Linked DNA regions of Mus musculus: all the other regions are linked to region 4. Evidence: chromatin contacts called from public ChIA-PET data. All regions are on one chromosome and are shown on one strand. Each heading gives the region's core, a stretch centred on a gene start, on an enhancer-like site or on the middle of the called end of the contact. The rest is flanking DNA. Distances are from core to core; before and after follow the strand shown. Region 1 holds the start of A630066F11Rik (RIKEN cDNA A630066F11 gene). Region 2 holds the start of Lats1 (large tumor suppressor). Region 3 holds the start of Lrp11 (low density lipoprotein receptor-related protein 11). Region 4 holds the start of Ipcef1 (interaction protein for cytohesin exchange factors 1).

Region 1 (2,718 bases), core at 160-2,659, 680 kb before region 4:
CTCTGCCTCCTACGTGTGCCACCATGCCTGCCCCCCCCTTTTTTTTTTGAGCTTGAGGATTTTTGTTTTGTTTCGTTTTCCAGCAGCAAGACTGTTACCCAACCTGGCTATTTCTTTTCCCCATACAAAATGCCAGTCACCGAAATGATAGGTTTTGCAAGATAGAATTTATGAGGTGACCAATCATTTGAAAATGGAGAAAACAAGGTCATCTCTGGACCACTTCACCTAAGCTGAGGTTGAGTGATATTTATGGACTGAGGAGCAGGAAAAGGTATTTGGATTAAACTCATCAGATGTAAACATCATGACCCATACAGAAAAGCAGTCAGATGAAAGTACCTAAGCACAAGGAGATTCTAATGAACTTTTACACTCAGACTAGAAGAGCAGGTGGTACTGGGTAGGAAAAAAACGGACGGTCTAAAACTCATCGCTTTACTCTTAATGTTGAACAACACTGACATTTATAGTTAGTTACAGGAGTCATGAAAATAGGTGATAGACATTTCAGGTTGGATGCAGGTTGAGTGTTGCAACTGATGAAGTTTGGTAAGAACTGTAATTTGGAAATTGCTCCTGACATCACAGCACAGCATAGGTGTCTTATCTTCGTTTCCTTCCTGAAAGTTTACTGGAGTCATGGCTGTGTCTCAGTTCAAGTTAGCACACGTTGGATGCGGCAGACAGTGTTTCCTGTCAATTCTTAGAATGTTGCAGAGATGAAAGCAGTAAAATTGGTGTCCAGTCTAAGGATGGAATTTGTGAGCTTAAGCTGAAACTCATACTTGGGTAGGAAGAATAACACTTCCACCACAGGGTACTGAGCTTATTTTGTAACCAATTATAGCTCTCGGCTACTTTTGCTCTTAACCAGGGAAGCATCCCTACCCCCAATTCCATGTCACGGTATTCTTCCACCTTGAATTTATGCCTTCAGAGCTGAAAACAAACCAGAGCCTCTGCTTCATCAGGACCGTGCTGAGACATAGGCTAGTGGACTTCGTACCTGAGAGGCCCTTTGCCCTTGGGCTCTGTTAAAATGATTATTTTGGCCCCATCCAGAAGCCTTAGGTTAGTGCACCGGGTTGGACGAGGCAAGACGGAGTCAGCACACCATCTAGCAATCTAGACAGCCATAGGAGCAGACCGGCCGCTCGCAACAGCTGACGGAGTGGCGATTGCGGAGCCCAAGAAGGCGGCACACGTCGGACCCGCCATCCCGCATCAGCCAGAGCCGCGGCTAGGAAGGAGCCTCATCACGCAGAACACCAGCTCGCCGGCCGCAGGACGGAGGCAGGTGCAGGCCTCAGGAAGGGGAACTGAGCAGCGTTCGTTTGTGCGACCTCGCTGCGGCCACCGAGCACTGGTTATCGCCCCCGCTCGCTACTGGGCTCCAGGACTCCCCCGCCGCGGGCCCCGCCTGGCCGCACCCCGGACTGCGCGGCGTCACAGAGCGCATGCGTGCCGCGGGGGATGCCGGGAGCGCGCATTGGCGGCAGTGGCAGCGACGGCAGTAACAGCGGCCGCTCGAGCGGGGACACCAGCGGGGCGGTGACCGTGTGGGAGGTGGTCTCACTCTTGGGGAAACTGCTAGGGACCGTCGCCGCGCTGAAGGTGGTTCTGTACCTGCTCCGGGTGTGCTTCGCGATGGCCTGGAAATCCGGCGGCGCCAGCCACTCGGAGCTAATCCACAACCTCCGCAGTAAGTGCCACCCCCGCCCGGCGTGGGCCAGGGAGCAGGGCCGGGCCTGGACGCTGTCCCCCCCTGACAATCCGGAACGTTCGGTCTGCACCCCTGCGCCTGCTGGAGGGCGTCGCAGCGCGGTTGCACCGGGAGTTCGGAACGCCGTGCGTTTTTGCAGTCTCCTCTCCCGGGACCTGTCACTCGGCGATGTGGATGGGAAGAGGGTAGTAGCCAAGAGGGAGCTGCTGCGGGTGGGACACGGGCAGTTGCCTCCTCGCAGGCTGCGGGGGACTGGGTGCGGCACAGGTGGCGGGGCTGTTGCTGGAGTCTGCGGTCCCACTAGCGAGGGGCGTGACTTCAGGGTGGGGAAGTGCAGGCTTGTTTCTGGTGACTGGACTAGCACCGAGGGGACACCACCTTCGGCCTACGGGTTCTCTCACTGTTCTCGGTTGATTCCCTGCAAGCTTTCTGTTTTCTGCCTCCCCCGCCCTCTGTTTTTTCCTTTGGAGGGAGATGCTGCTGTCTGATAGCAAGGGGAGGGGAGAGGAGGTTCCGACTATTGCGGTTGCTGGGAGCAGTTTCTCAGGTTGCTGTCCAAAGTATAGGCCCTTGGGGGGGGGGGGGCGGCGGGGGAGCGAGGGATTGTCAGAGCATGCTGCTCCTAAGAGACTTTGTTTGGAGTCTTTGAATCCAGCAGACCATTGTGTGTATAAAATGTTCCAACTTTTTTTTTCAAGAGTGTTCATTGGCTTTTAAAAGCGCGTTTGAAAAGTTTTTTGTTTTGTTTTTGTTTTTTTTTTTGTTTTTGTTTTTTTTTTTTTGTTTTTTTAAAGAATAGCATTTTCTGTAGTCACTGTATTGCTTCCTTTGATGATAGTTTCAGGATAGAATGAATGCTGTGTCACTTTCCTTTCTAAATTGAAATAGTGTTGTTGTCTGGCTCAGAGACCAAGAAGAGCTGCAAGTTCATAACCTCACCCTGATCAGAATTCACAGCTTCTTTTGCCACCAATTTTCAAAAATAATCATAG
Region 2 (2,892 bases), core at 136-2,635, 700 kb before region 4:
CTGCCTTGGAGAATCACCTCAACCATATTACCTACCTGACTACTCACTAGGTAAGAGAAAACTTTAGTTAAGGTAATAAAAACTAAAGATATCTTAGAAGAGAGTCATACCTCATGGAGAAAATTTGATTTTAAAGGACTAAAAACCTTAACATTAGCGGGGCATGGTGGCTCACAGCCCAACCCCAGAGGCGGGCAGATCTTTTTGAGTTCCAGGTCAGCATGGTCTACATATTGAGTCCCAGGCTAAGGAATACATTGTGAGACCCTGTCTTAAGAAAAGTATAATAACCTTCAATAAATAATCCATAAACTTCTGACAACCTTCATGCCAGGCATTTGGGCTAATTTCCAAACCTTGAGTGATACCATATTGTGTGAGACTGTACTTACTGCTCATCTGACTTGTAACTTCTAGTGAATACACATATTTTAAAAAGTCATATTTACAAATGGAGACAAATATTTTAACCTCGTTCCCTTAGAAAAGTGATTTTCCAACTGCATTAGTGGGAGAATTGGGATAAGTCATCGGAGAGTTATTCTTTCCTTCGCTTCGACTTTTTTCCCCAGGTACAATAAACAATCTTCCCTTACTGTCTTTCCTTCGTTTTCCAGTACTTAAAAAGCACCCGAACAAGTGACACGTCTCTCCCACCCCCTGCCACTAAGCGGTGAGCTAACAAATTGCAGCGAGCTGGAGAGGTTCCCAGGACTGCTTCAAAGGTGGACCCCGACGGGAGGCCCGCTGCGAGGCCAAAGAAGTGAGGCCGGTTTGGTGCAACCTTGCGTGAAAAAAACCACCTTTCGCTCCTCTCCCCTCTAAAGCGGGGAGGGGTGGCTGTCGTCCCGAGCCCCCGCCCGCTCTTCCCAGGCCAGCTCGCACCTCGGAGGCCTCAGTGCCCCCGGGCTCTCCCTGCGGCGCCGGGTGCGGCCAACCTCCGCTTCCCCAGGGCAGGGCTCGGCTCCGGTCAGCGCAATCAGCCCCAGTCAGGCCCAGACCCGGCCGGCTCAGCCCGCCTGGCCACCGCGGCCCCTGGACCCCCGCCAGCGGGGATGGGCGTGGGCCCGGCCGGCCACCGCCCCGCCGACAGGGACTCCCGAGGAGCGCGAGCCCCACCCGCGGCGCCGGCTCCGGACCTACCTGCAGGGGACGGTGAGGCTTCTGGACAGCCGCTGCGGGCCCGAGGGCCGGCGCCGCGGCGGCCCGGAGCCCGTCCCCCAGGGCCCCTAGCGTCGCTCCGGGTTCGGGATGGGGCAGGGCGGGGACACACGCCGGGGGGCTGCGGCCGGCCAGCGCGGCCCGACGCGGGGTCGCGAGGACCTGGCTCTCCCCTCAGCACCAGGCCATCGCTGCCGCCGCCATTTTGCCTTCCACTCCGTGTCGCCGCCGCCGCCGTCCGCCGCGGGTTTCCCGGATGTGGGCATTTCCCGGCGTCGCTTGCGCGGGGGCCGAGGACTGGGGGCTTCAGGCCGCCCCGCTGGGCCCCGGAGCTAGCGCTCCGTTTGTGGCCTCCCGACCGAGACTCGCTCGCCCGCTTCCCCGAGCCGGGGTGAGTGTGGCCCAGAGAGTGGAGTCTGTACCACCACGTTCTGGCTCCGCACGGAGACGCGGGCGCGTCGCGGCGAGCGTGGGTCGCACCAGGAAAGGGCGGTGAACGGCGCTCCGAGACCGCGGACGTCACGAGGCAAGATGTCTAGAGCTTGAATAAAACTCGAGTCTTCCAGAGCTGGGAGCGAATGTGGTTTTGGAACTAGCCAGATGGAGTGTTCTTGAAACTGGACCTGTGGATTTGCAGAGTTCGGTCCAGCGGATCTGCAGGAGAGGTCATTGTAGCCATAACGAGTAACGGGGCCGCTGTCAGAAGTTCTGTTTCTCTTGAAATTGAATCTGCTGTTCGGGATGCATCACTGACTTTGGTCTTTTAATGCATTGTTCTCTTTTGCGGGGGATTAGGTCCACGTAGAGGATCTCTAGGCCGCAGCGTGTGTGCCAAAACTCCCATTCTCCTACCCCACTCCACCTTTCCTAGTGCTGAGAATCTAAATGGTGCCAACCAACACTGGGCTGTCTATCACCTGTAAATATGAACACAGTCCCCAGTTTTGCTGGTAGGTAATACATGCAATTATTTTTTTTTTCAGATACTCTATTTTGTGTTAGACCAAAAAAGTAAAAACGTTGACATCCCAGTGTAACCAGGAATTGAACCATGCTATGCCAGTGCTCTACCACTGAGCTATATCCTCAGAACATTTTATAGTTTTCATTGAGACTGGGCCTCACTGTTATCCGGACTGGCTTTGAACTTGTGATCCTTCAGCCTCAGTCTTAAAGGTAGCTGAGATAACAAGCCTGCTCCATGAAGCCCAGTTCTGCTTTTTTCTGAGGTACTGTATCCAAAAGTTCAACTATGAAAACCTCAGATGGTCAAATTTAGATGACAAGGGAATATTTTAATGTAGTCGCTGCCACTGCTTTAGCTCTGTCGTCATAGTAAAAATCCCTAATGTGGCTTCAGCCCCACTATGCTGTTGGGATCGTCCTACAAATCAAGGTCCCTACCTTGTGCTTTGGTAGGTAGGTACAATTTTAAGACGTGTAATTCAATGGACTATGTCTGCTAATTTGAACCATTAAAAATATTTTAAGCACAGAGAGCTGGAGCTGCTTCTTGAGAGGGCTAAGTCACCGCACAAGCCAGGGTGCAGTGAAAAGACCCTTGGGAAAGAAGCAGAGGAGCGGAGGCCAGGCCAGGCCAGGGCCTAAACTCAGGCCTCCAACCTGGAGCTAAGTCTGGGAGAGCACCAGCATTACCAACTTTGCAATGATGAGATGCAGTTATTGTGTAATACTTCCAACTTTTAAAAATCAGAATTACCTTTGGGACAC
Region 3 (3,109 bases), core at 471-2,970, 610 kb before region 4:
CCCCAGAGAGGAGGCCATGCCAGTGGCCAAGGCAAACTCCCCCTAGAGAAAAGAAGGACAAAGGAGGGCAGGGAGGAGAAAAAACACTTAGATGGCTTTTGGTTTTGGCCTTACTCTTAATTCTGTTTACTTTTCTTTCCCGGGTTTAAGGAAAGCTCTGGAAGCAATGCAAAGTTCTGTCAGATGAGCACAGAGAACCTAGGGGGATAAAATTCGTTTCTCTGCTACTTTGCCCCTTCATTGTGTCTTGTTTTTTTCCCTAGAGCAACTGATATAAAAACCAGAGGGCAAGCTGTTTAGGCCTTTTAAAGAGAGACTAACTTTACACACTATCCACTGTGTACTGAGCCCAGCAGACCCCACTACAGAGCTCCAATCCCCTCCACACACAGCTGGCCTCCTTAAATTGAGTGGAACACAAAACCAACAAGGTCACGAATGTGGGGAAATTTTTGGGCAAGGGATGGAAGAAAAGAATGGAGATGGAGTGACAAGTTTTCCTTCATATTTTTATATCTGAAGGAGCTATGTGTTGGCAGAGAGCCAAACCAGGAAGCAGGAGTGGGTATTTAGGAGCAATTCTGCATCTAATCAAATCTTGTCCTTGCTATTTCCTGCGGTAAAACACGCTTTATAAAACCTATGAGACAAAATAAAACTAAAATAATCTTTACTGGGACAAAGAAGGTTCCGGGCTATCGTCTTAAATCGATCCGTCAGTGCTCTCCGATCTGCCCCCTTATCTTCCAAAGGCAGCCCAACGGACCCTGTCTGCTTCTGCCCCTCTATTGCACTTTCTTAGCACCAGCCCAAAGTCAGAGAAAAATGTGAACCACTTTCCCGGTTACCCACAGCTTTAATCCTCTGGAAGCAGAGAAGTTTGCTCGCTCGATAGCAGGCGGGACCCTCCTGGCGTCGCTTACCTGGCCGGGGAGGGATCCCAGCGGCGTCCTCGGCGCGACTGAGGGTGTAAGTGCGGTACCCGCGGAGTGGCGCGAACTTGCAGACGCTGCGGCCGCGCGCCGTGCAGTTGAACAGGTAGCAGCGGGGTGCGGGCATAGGTGCGGGCACGCTGGGCCCCCGGGGCAGCTGCACCACTGCCACCGAGCAGCTCGGCTCGGAGCAGCAGGCCGTCACGCACTGCCGCCAACCCCGCACGCTCCCGGGTGCGCGCAGGAAGCTGGCTCCCGCCGCGATGGAATCCTGGGTGCGGATGATGGTATCGGGCACCGCCCGGTAGACCGCCGTACCGCCCGCACCCGGGCAATCCTCCCGCGGGCCGCCCAGTAGCTCCGGCTCTAGCTCCTCGCGAGGCCGTGCCCGCTGTAGCTGCCGGCGAAAGTCCTGAAGCAGCCTATCCACTCCGGACGACGGAGCGGCGGGCTCCCCGGGCCGGCTGCCGGGCAGCCAGAGGCAGAGCAGCAGCAGCCCGCGGAGCGCGCGGTGCCGGAAGCCGGGGCCCGGTCCTCCTCCCCTTGTGGCCATGGCACGAGCGCGGCCTCAGAGCTCGGCGGCCCCGGGGCCTGGCTGCTTCACGGAGGCGGCGAGTGTGCCGGCTTCGAGAGGCATCGCGGGCCGGACTCGGCCGGACTCGGCGCCGCCCTGGCCCTGCTACCAGGCTGCGAGCTTTCGGTGCTTCTATCTTCGCTCCGGCCGCGGAAGCGCACCGGGACGACGAGCGGCCTCTACGTGGATCAGCACCGGCGTGCGGACAGCGGCTGCGACGGGGCGGAGCCTGGCGTGCTGGGGCGGCTCCGGGGCGGGACTTCCGCAGGTCTGTCGGTCTCCGGCGCCCGGTGGGGAGGAGGAGGGGACTCCCCGGAGTTGCCTGGCTGCTCCGCGGCTTGATCACACCCTAAGCAGCGTGGGTGTTTGGGCCCATCAGGCCTCATTCAGCAAGCAGACTCGCGCAAGGCCATAGCTCACAGGGCAGGGCACTCGGGGTTGGAGGGAGGGGAAGAGTCAGAAAATCCATCAGTCTAAAGTTCGGGGCTACTACGGAGAGCGACGGGTACAGCCAGGGGACCACAGACAACTTTGGCAGTCTTTTGGAATCCAACTTCGTTGCATTATTTATTATTAAAGAGATTTGGACTATGGTAGGTAATAAAGGAAACAAAACATTTACATTCAGGTTCTAATTCGCCTTTCAGTTTCGTTTAGAGAACTTAAACACCAGAAGTTTAGCAACAGAAAGCTGAACTTGTGAGGAGGCAAAGGCCGGGCAGTATGGGAAGGAGGGTTGGGCCGATTGATGATCTCCCATCAGTTTACTGGGTGTTGGGATGGATGACACCTGATTTAGTTTGACTGATAGAACACAATACTCTGAAGTGTGCGGCTTCAAGATCAAGATATCATCGTATTCATTTCTAAAATGAATGTTAAGTAAGTCAGTGCCCACGAAGTGCTTAGACACGTGGAGAAGCTCATTATTACTAATTTTGAAGTCACCTTTTGTTTTTAAATGCTTTTATTTATTCTTTGAGAATTCCATACATCTTTACCATATTCTAATACCTTCCCCTACTCCACCCAGATCCGCACTCACCTCCCTCCCTTCTTGTTTCACTTTTAAAACCCAAAAACAACATTAAACCCAGAAATGTGGAATCTGAATTGTGTTGACTAGCTCCTCTTGAACATGGGGCCTCCTCTGGAGTAGGGCTTATATACCCAGTGTCACCAGATTGAAAAAACACTACCCCACCCCCAAGCTATTGTGAACAGCTTCTTGGCCAATGGTGGGACTCTATTATCCACTACCTAGCCTCTGTGCTAAGATCTTCTCTGGCTTCGCCCTGAGCAGATCTTGTGCATGCTGTCACAGCCTCCTCAATGCCCTGTTCTGCCTGAAAAACACTATTTCCTCGTACATGGTGTCTTAGTTAGGTTTTACTGCTGTGAGCAGACACCATGGCCAAGGCAACTCTTACAAGGACAACATTTAATTGGGGCTGGCTTACAGGTTCAGAGGTTCAGTCTATTATCATCAAGGCAGGAGCATGGCAGCATCCAGACAGGTATGGCACTGAAGAAGGAGCTCAGAGTTCTGCATCTTCGTCTGACAGCTACTAGAAGATGACTAGCTCCAATGTGGTTAGGAGGA
Region 4 (3,028 bases), core at 168-2,667:
CACTCCATGATGCATTGATATGTGGTTATTTACAGGAACAGGATTTTTAGTTATCAGAATATTTTCACAAATAAATCTTGGCAGATATGCTTGAGACTTATGGGATTAGAAATCATACATACATACACACATACATACATACATACATGCTTACATACATAATACACACTTACATACATGCATACATACATACACACATACATACTTACATACATACATACATACACACACATACAAACTTACATAAATACATACACACTTAAATACATGCATACATACATACTTACATACATACAAACTTACATACATACATACACACTTACATACATGCATACATACATACACACATACGTACTTACATACATATACACACATACAAACTTACATACATATATACACACATGCATACATACTTACATACATACATACATATTTATGGGCTTAGAGTGACTTTTCCTTGGGTAATATTGAGTGAATTTTCCTTGTTAAATCTTGGCCTGTTGCTTTAAAAAAATTCCTATTTTCAGTATAGGTTCTATTCCCTTGTAAACATATGGCAGAGCCACAGCTGCCATCCATCAGTAGTTAGATATGTGGACTTCTAGCCAGATGCAGCCAGAGAACCATACATTTCATGAAGTTACCTACCAACTTTTAGAACATTTTAATTGAATGCTTAAAAATTAAAAAAAAATCTCTGCTTGTTAACATAAATGAAATCTATTTAAACCTGAAGGATTTTAGCATAGATGCCGTGGAAGAAAAATGAAGTTTTCTAAAGCTAAAATTCTGTCTAATGTTTGTATACATACATGTACACAGACAGACAGACAGACACAGCAGGAGAGGCATTTGCAAGCATATTTTTTCCTTTGGGATTCCCAGTGTTTTTTGGAATCTGATTTCATATGACTTGATGAAAATGTGCTGTGAGAAATGTGTGTATTTTGTATAAATCCTCATGTCTGATTTGAATATTTGAATATTTATCTTCTATAAGACATGTGAGAAATATTCAGAGATAAAGATAGAATGAGATATGTATATTAGGCTGCAAATAAGAAATTCTCAATCGAGGGGCTTTAGAGTCTCTGAAGAGTCCAAGAAGAGATAAATAATTTTTCCTGCATATTAGCAAGACCACGAAGTTAGTGTGATGTGAGCATTTAATAGCTTGAGATGGAAACAATTATTCTCCAGTTTTACTTAAAATAGTTGATATGATTTAGAAACTAAGGGGAGAAAGAAAAGATAATTGTTTCTTGAAATGTATTTCATGATGTTTTCAAACTTCAACAAAGCCTGTGCCATGCTAACCTAAGCAGTAGCAAGAGCTGCTTGTGGGAGGAAACAGGAAGCGGTGCATACATGCCTGTTACTCTTTTTCCCAGGTTCGGCTCAATGTATATCGATTCTAATTAGCACATTTTGTGCCTCAGCTGGTAGCTTCCCTTGAGCTCTGCTTGGAGAGGCTTTTTTTCTTTTTTAGAATCCACCCCGCTCATAAACACTGCCACCCCCTCCCTCCCTCTCTCTTTACAAATGTTACAACACAATCAGAAATTTTCTCTTTTCTTTCCTTCCTGCATTTCCAGCAGGTTCCCTTGCGTCAGAAGCCCAGGAAGAAAACTCAAGGTAATTCGATTCCTTTTGTTCCTTTATTCCTTTCTTGTCCGTTAGTGTGATTTTTTTTCTCTCTCTCTCTCCTGGATGCCTCCTTGGGGTGGGTTGGGGTGGGGGGATCAGATTCTTGACTGTCTGAATCTTAATATCAGGAGATGGGTGCCAGATTAATTTTTTTTTTTTTTTTTTTTGAGAAGCTGGCACTGAGTCCGGGAAGTCACCGTGTTCCTAGGTGGGCTTTAACCCTTCCGTTCCTATTGCATAACTGCCTCTGTTATTGTGGGAAGAACCGGCGTGTCTACCACAATGTGGCTTCCAGCCCCTGAGTCTAACGTTTTCAACTTACTCTCTTTAACTCAGGTTCTTAGACCCATACTTGCATATAAGTGTCTTTGCCCGGGTTTTCTAGGCACGGAATGGAGGTTTAAAAATAGAACAGATACATGATTTTTAAAAAAATATTCACTTTGCATGAATGAAAACGTCTAATCCTCGCCGTGCAAAAAGCTAAACCTTGCCTTTTATTTTGTCACCTGAGTCCGGGTCACACTCACCTGTCCATGCAACTCTTGCAGGGTTTTTCAACATGAGTCGGAGAAGGATATCCTGTAAAGATCTGGGCCACGCTGACTGCCAGGGTTGGCTGTACAAGAAAAAGGAAAAGGGAACTTTTCTAAGCAACAAATGGAAAAAGTTCTGGGTGGTGCTGAAGGGCTCATCGCTGTATTGGTATAGCAATCAAATGGTGAGTGACCTCCTCCTGCCCTAGCCCCTTTACCAAAGCGTGGCTTCCAGAGTGCTGGCCGGAGGATGCCCATGCGGAAGGGATTCTCTGCGAGTTGGAACAGAGCAAGCTAGCAGATTTGTTAGGGGACTCATTTCTGCCCCAGGAACCATGTAGGTTAATGAGCTGTGCTGTTCGGGAGAAGCCATCTGGCTTCATTATTCTGATTGGAGAGGAAGAAAAGGGGCCCTAAATATATCCTTGCTTAAGGAAAGAGCCCTCGGGTTCCCCTGATTTTATTATTTTGTGAGATCCTAATAGTTTCAGGATCTGTCTGGATATCATTTGTGTGTGTGTGTGTGTGTGTGTGTGTGTGTGTGTGTGTGTGTGTGTGTGTGTGTGTGGTGGTGGTGGGGGAGGTTGCATTGCTAAGGTCTATTAAAAAGGGACTCAGCTTTGCCCTCTATTGAGGATATTAATCCATCAGTTCAGGGAGTGATCTCCATCCTTTATCCACTACCTTCTCTTCTCCTGAGATGGGTTGGTTTGGGATGGCTAACCTGTATGCCAGCCTTGTGGAGGGACTGGTGACATTGTTCCATGGTGACATTGGTGTCCAAGCATTGTAGAGGGCAACATTCACTGAGATAGTTGCTGAATTTATCCTTTGATGGGCACACG

What was found. ChIA-PET counts read pairs in DNA pulled down with a chosen protein or histone mark.
Region 1: an RNA polymerase II ChIA-PET map of effector CD8 T cells shows a contact between it and region 4, with 12 read pairs. The contact joins the promoter of A630066F11Rik here to the promoter of Ipcef1 in region 4. A contact is called at or near these places in 1 of 39 promoter capture datasets (maxillary cranial neural crest), 1 of 484 Hi-C or Micro-C datasets (CD4 T cells), 2 of 115 datasets of contacts at active chromatin or transcription factors (effector CD8 T cells and regulatory T cell precursor) and 1 of 9 other capture datasets (adipose tissue).
Region 2: an RNA polymerase II ChIA-PET map of memory CD8 T cells shows a contact between it and region 4, with 17 read pairs. The contact joins the promoter of Lats1 here to the promoter of Ipcef1 in region 4. A contact is called at or near these places in 1 of 484 Hi-C or Micro-C datasets (CD4 T cells) and 1 of 115 datasets of contacts at active chromatin or transcription factors (memory CD8 T cells).
Region 3: an RNA polymerase II ChIA-PET map of memory CD8 T cells shows a contact between it and region 4, with 6 read pairs. The contact joins the promoter of Lrp11 here to the promoter of Ipcef1 in region 4. A contact is called at or near these places in 3 of 115 datasets of contacts at active chromatin or transcription factors (craniofacial prominence, large pre-B cells and memory CD8 T cells).

What each region holds. Positions count from the first base shown.
Region 1 is chr10:7,662,062-7,664,779 of GRCm38.p6, reverse strand. It overlaps A630066F11Rik (RIKEN cDNA A630066F11 gene), which reads right to left and starts at 1,409. Exons shown (of 1, transcript NR_030698.1): 1 at 157-1,409. Pcmt1 (protein-L-isoaspartate (D-aspartate) O-methyltransferase 1) reads left to right here and starts at 1,172. Exons shown (of 8, transcript NM_001347228.2): 1 at 1,172-1,705. The coding sequence starts at 1,477.
Region 2 is chr10:7,679,702-7,682,593 of GRCm38.p6, reverse strand. It overlaps Lats1 (large tumor suppressor), which reads right to left and starts at 1,385. Exons shown (of 8, transcript NM_010690.1): 1 at 1,144-1,385. It also overlaps a transcript of Pcmt1 not described here.
Region 3 is chr10:7,588,428-7,591,536 of GRCm38.p6, reverse strand. It overlaps Lrp11 (low density lipoprotein receptor-related protein 11), which reads right to left and starts at 1,720. Exons shown (of 7, transcript NM_172784.4): 1 at 924-1,720. The coding sequence starts at 1,485.
Region 4 is chr10:6,978,854-6,981,881 of GRCm38.p6, reverse strand. It overlaps Ipcef1 (interaction protein for cytohesin exchange factors 1), which reads left to right and starts at 1,417. Exons shown (of 9, transcript NM_001170800.1): 1 at 1,417-1,635; 2 at 2,199-2,368. The coding sequence starts at 2,210. It also overlaps a transcript of Oprm1 not described here.